Regions from separate parts of the Mus musculus genome. Here region 1 is linked to region 2. A link is a contact called in public HiChIP or PLAC-seq data. All regions are on one chromosome and are shown on one strand. Each heading gives the region's core, a stretch centred on a gene start, on an enhancer-like site or on the middle of the called end of the contact. The rest is flanking DNA. Distances are from core to core; before and after follow the strand shown.

Region 1 (2,700 bases), core at 105-2,604, 540 kb after region 2:
CAAGAAGGCCTGTGGATTCCATCTTCTTCCCGGTGGTGGTGAGATTTTAGACATGTAAAAGATTGCATGTAGCTTTATCCTTCCTATAGTAATTTCAAAATAGCATATCATTTTCTCCTGCTACTTGTATATGGAGATGATGTGTATATATGTATGCACATGAACATGTATATGTGTATGTAGATGTCTTCATCAATCACTCTCTACCTCTCTACCCTACTTCTGGCTCAAATAGCTGAGCATCAAGCCTCAGGGATTCTCCTGGGCCCATCTCCTCAGGGCTTGGATTATAGGCTTGGGCAGCCATATAGAGCTTTTTAATGTGGCTGCTTGGGATCTACACTCAAGCCCCGATACTTCTGCAACAAGCATCTCTGAGCCATCTCCCAGCCTAATCTCCTGACACTTTTGAGGCCCCTGTCTTTGGCTTACTTGCCTAGTTTCAACAGGTTATCCATTGCAGTGTCAATCTAGTGCCCCCATGTGGGCTCAGGGAGGAATGGGGGCTCTTTAAATAGTTAAGATACAAAACCCGAGATCTGTGCTGCTCTGAAAAAGGTATATATATATATATATATATATATATATATATATATATATATATATATATATGAAGGGGCCATTTTATCTGTCCCCCATTTTTTCTCCCTGGAGGAACCAAAGGTCAGTCAATTGTCAAGGTTAATGTAAAAGCAGAAATATTAACGGGTGGAAGTAATATTTGAATAAGTTCTACATCCAGAGGCGTTCCAGTCCATTTATGTCTTTCATTCATGCATGAGTTGTTCCTGTGCAAATTCTAGTTTCATAACAGGTGGGGGTGAAGGAGGTCTAAGACTGTTCTGTTTATTCCTAAGCTCTTACTTAACAAACATCATTCTTAAATCCATTGCCAGGCTATTGACCACTGACAATGATGCTATATAAATTAATTTGCAATAGTGTTTTCAATGGGAAGCCTGGGGACATAGAGGTTAAACACTAACAAGTTCAAAGCCATTTATATGAAAAGTCCTAAGAATTGATCAAATTTGACATATGTCCTACAATGTTTGCCAATTAAATGAAAACCCTGTAGAGACACACATAGAATAGTGAAAATGCTCCTGCTGTAAGGAACACTGCAGCAAATCTCATGATTTCCATTAATTCTAATTGGACTTAGATTCCAAAAGCCCTGGCCTCCAGATTGGGTATTCATTTCACAGCTGGCATTTGTTTTTAACTCAGTTACTATTCTAAAATGATCACACAGGAAGTATTTCAAGATTCTGCTCAGTTCAGGATGCTAGCCTTGATAGGCTGCTCTTCTCCTCATTGCCAAGCAAAGTCCCTTCTCCATGCTTCTTAGAGCCATATGGCAAGGCAAAAATGTAATCAGGTAATTGTAGCTTGTCCCTCTAAGCCATCCCGAGAGTGGAAAAGTGCTGAGGCAAAGCAAAGTGTGAATTTCCACACTCCAAGGCAGTCAATAAAGCAATAAATTACTTCATGTTTTCCATCCTTAAATGGATACAAAATGGCTTCACCTTTGACTCTCAACACTGCTGCCCACTCTGTCAGCATTATTCCCACAGGCTAAACACTTCCAGATCTGAAATTGATTTAATGAAACAAAAGTGAGCAGGCAGGATGTGTCCAACTTTTCAACGCATAAGATGACCGGAGAGGCCAATACCCTAAAAACCAGAATTTAGAGTACTTTTAAAGCTACCTTGGTACTTCCATCTTGAAATTATATGTGGAAGATGAGTAGTTTCACCAACAGACATTGTGCTGATGACTTAGAAAAGGAAGCATGGATGAATCAGAGGCCAGAGTGTGACACTGATCTGACAAAGACCATTTTGAAAGCAGAAGGACTTGTTTACATTCAAGGTTTCCGGCACTCAGGTTGGTCCCATTGCAAAGGCTTTTAGATGGGACCAATCTTGGTATCATGACAAGGACAGTAACATAGTACAAAGTACAAAGCTGATCACCTCATGATGTCTGATCAAGAGAAAGAAGGATAAAGGAGAAGTTGTTGGGGCCGGCCTGTAGCTCTCATGTCTGGGTTCGAGCCTGGGAGGCATCTTGGAACTGAAAGAAAAGAGGGAGCCTAGGCGGGTTGAGAAATAATGGAACCAAGACAACTAGTCTGCTCAAGGTTCAAATTTTTAATGGCAGACACGCTTTATAAAAGAGGGGGGAAAGTCCATTCCTGCCAATTCATCCTTGGAGCCTGGAACCAGCTGCAGGTGATGACATGCAGGATTGGGTGTAGTCTCCGGAATAGCTCCAGGGCCTCTCAGCAGGTAGCAGTATTTTGAAGAGGACCAGCTACATTGGCTCAACAATAGAGTGATCTAGGGAGGAAGGCTCCACCCTAGATAATCTCCTTAGTGGCAGCAAGGTCAAGTTCTAGCTCAGCCTGCTTCAGGCTTGTGGAAGGCTACAAGAAGTGAAGGGAGATGAGGGGAAAAGACACCCTCCAAAATCACACAGCCAGCAACCACTTCCTCCACTCAGGCTCTTCCTTCCACAGCCCCCACCACCTCCAAAGTTCTACTCACTTGTGGATTTATTCATAGATGAATCCATTGATTACATCACGGCCCTCGTGACTCATTTTCCCAAAGTCACACTTCTGAGCACCAAGATTTCAGCATGAGAGTCTTTTTAGAGAAGTTTATGTCAAAATTCTAACAATGGCTTCTA
Region 2 (2,765 bases), core at 11-2,510:
ACTGGGTCAGGTTCCAGCTTTTGAATTCTCAAAGCCTACCCCCTAGTGACACACCTTCCTCTGACAAAGTCATATCTCCTAATCCTTCTCAAGTAGTGTCACTCACTCATGATTAAGCACTCAAATATATGGGCTTATGCTGCCATTCCTATTCAAATCCACACCTCATGCATTTTAGAGTTTCTATTCTTGTCCTAAAACATATGGTCAAAAGCAATTTGGAGAGGAAAGAAACTATTTCAGCTTATAATGCTCAGATCACACTCTATCACTGAGAGAAGTCAAGACAGGCATTCAAGGCCAGAACCTGGAGGCAGGAACTGAAGCAGAGACCGTGGAAAAGTGCTGCTTAGTGAATTGCTTCACACGGCTTCCTCAGCCTGTTTTCTTATACAAGAGGAGGGCTTAGCCCTCCCACATCAATTATTGATCAAGAAAATGGATGGTATAGTTATTACAGGCCAGTCTCATGGAGGCATTGTCTAAACTGAGGATCCATCTTCCCAGATAACTCTGACTTGTGTTAAATTGACAAAAAACAAGCAACCAAGGCAATGTAAGCCAGAAAAGCTAGGTATTCTTCAAGTAATAGGTGTAGATAAAGATGCTAATCACTCAGGCCCCAGATAGGCAAATAGATAACAAAGTAGCAGAGTAGTAGATGATATACTATTGGCCCCAAGAAAGCATGCCTGCCAGAAAAACAAACAAACAAACAAACAAACAAACAAAGGTCAGCTCACATTCTGGAGTTCAGCACTGGTTTGGAAGCCTGCTTCGTAAAGTGTTCAAATGTGAAATCTCCATAGAGGAATGCAGGACACATTTGGGGATGGAGTTGCATGACTCCGATTCTGCTCAGCCCTTCTTGTCTCTGTAAGCTGGGCAGTAGGCATGGCAATAGGTTTTTTTTTGTTTGGTAGATTCATGGCCCATATTGGGGTTGGGTTGTCCTTTCCTACTGCAAGGCAGGTTGTAGCTACTTGGTTCCAGGCTGGAATTCCCTTTCAAGGAATAGCTTGGTCCAATGTGTCTTTTTCCTGACAGCTTCTATTTTGGATGATTCTTTACCAAGAATGCAATCATGGATGTTAACAGTTTGGGGGGGGGGGGCTTTATGTTGGCCAGTATCTACAGTATGTTTAAAAGCCTGTTTTTGTTTAATTTCATTTCCTCTTTCCTGTTAAGCACATCATTGGGTTAGAAAAGAGGAACCTGGGGTTTTTGGATGTATGCATGGTTGGTCCTCAGTCCAGACTGAAGGGGGTTTGGGGGCGAGGTACTTGTGACTTCCGTGGTTCCCTTGGCTGAAGATCCCGAATCTCCACCGGACCTGCCTGAGGTGATTAGTGGAACATGGGAACCATAGTGATCCAACAGCAGCATGGAATTACATAAGCACTTTCCTTCCCTTCTAGAATGTGGGAGATACGTGAGAAGCAAAGAAGAATGTGTAACCCCACTACTCAGATTTTCCACAGGCCTCCAATTACCCTTTCATCTGTCCCAAATATAGAGGGTGATGTTAAAAGCGTATGTGAGAACCTGGCAGAGTTTTATATATAAATGTTGTCTCTGGTCTGGTTTCCAAAACCATTCTAGTAATTTGGAAAGTTTGCCAGTGAGCACTGATTGTTCTACAGGAATTTTCAGCTGAATTTTTAGACAGTGGCTTTCTGTGCTGGGCTTGGTGTTCTTTATTTAGAGAACACAGAATGTACTCAGCTTGTTCCTGTTGTGGCAATTGTATTTGACATTCCCATGACAAGCAAATCAATATGATCTTTACAGGACATCAAATGTTATCCTATGAGAGAAGCGTCATGAAAAGTAATGCATTGTCTTAAGTAATTCATACTTGGACACACTTGACCTTGTAAAACAAACCAGCTTACCTTTGCCAATAAAAGGCTAATCCAGAGTAACCTCATTTATTCATCCAAACAATATCTATTGACACCTATTATGAACAACAGGATTCCTATACAAATAATGTAGATTACAAAATAGACGATACTTTCCAGTGAACTTTGTCTAGTGAAACCTTGCAACTGAGAAACAGTGTTCATGTGAATAGCAAGGTATCATAACCACTAAGCTCGCTGGCATACACGGCTCTTCTCCTTCCCCTGGAAGAGTAACAGTGCCAGGGCTCTGGGATCCCTCTTGCTTTCCTTGTATTTAAAGCTGAGACTTGCCAGGTGTCATTGACAATGATAGCATAAACTAAGAGCCGAGACAAGCCTTAGAAGCAGGTTGTGCACGGGCCTGCATGACAACACATTTGAGGAAGGGCTTATTGATCTGTCCAGATGTGAGATGGGTAGCCCTTTCCAAATCTTGGCTCCAGATTTATTTCCAGTTAGTGGACTTTGCACAGTGGCATACATACATTATAGAGACACTTACTGCTGGTCAACAGTGAGAGACACACAACCAAGCTCACTGTCTCCTACCCCCTGCCTCATCAGTCTCTTTCGTGACTCCCTTCCTTCCATAAACCCTCCGTCTAATACACCCAGTCCCCGGAATCTCTGAAACTTTTCCTTAGGTGGATGAGAATCACGAACAAAGTAAAGGAGCACTGGAGGCCACATCTTCTCCATCTGCCATTCACCAAAGCTCAGAATGTAGTGGGCTGAAGTGAAAGCTCTCAATCCCAAGCCAAGAAAAGTAAAAACAAAACAAAGCAAAGCAAAACAAAACAAAACAAAACAAAACAAAACAAAACAAAACAAACAAAACAAAAGCATCCATGTTCATCC

What was found. HiChIP or PLAC-seq counts read pairs in DNA pulled down with a chosen protein or histone mark.
Region 1: an H3K27ac HiChIP or PLAC-seq map of large pre-B cells shows a contact between it and region 2, with 7 times the contacts expected there. The contact joins two enhancer-like sites. A contact is called at or near these places in 1 of 15 datasets of contacts at CTCF or cohesin (pro-B cells), 3 of 115 datasets of contacts at active chromatin or transcription factors (embryonic stem cells and large pre-B cells) and 1 of 9 other capture datasets (embryonic stem cells).

The regions. Positions count from the first base shown.
Region 1 is chr1:14,685,912-14,688,611 of GRCm38.p6, forward strand. No RefSeq gene overlaps it. Among named protein-coding and RNA genes, the nearest start is that of Msc, 69 kb to the right of the region's middle. Within about 2 kb of position 1,355, at least 6 of the 459 cell types and tissues checked have an H3K27ac peak or open chromatin away from gene starts, as enhancers often do.
Region 2 is chr1:14,142,856-14,145,620 of GRCm38.p6, forward strand. No RefSeq gene overlaps it. Among named protein-coding and RNA genes, the nearest start is that of Gm39596, 100 kb to the left of the region's middle. Within about 2 kb of position 1,261, at least 38 of the 459 cell types and tissues checked have an H3K27ac peak or open chromatin away from gene starts, as enhancers often do.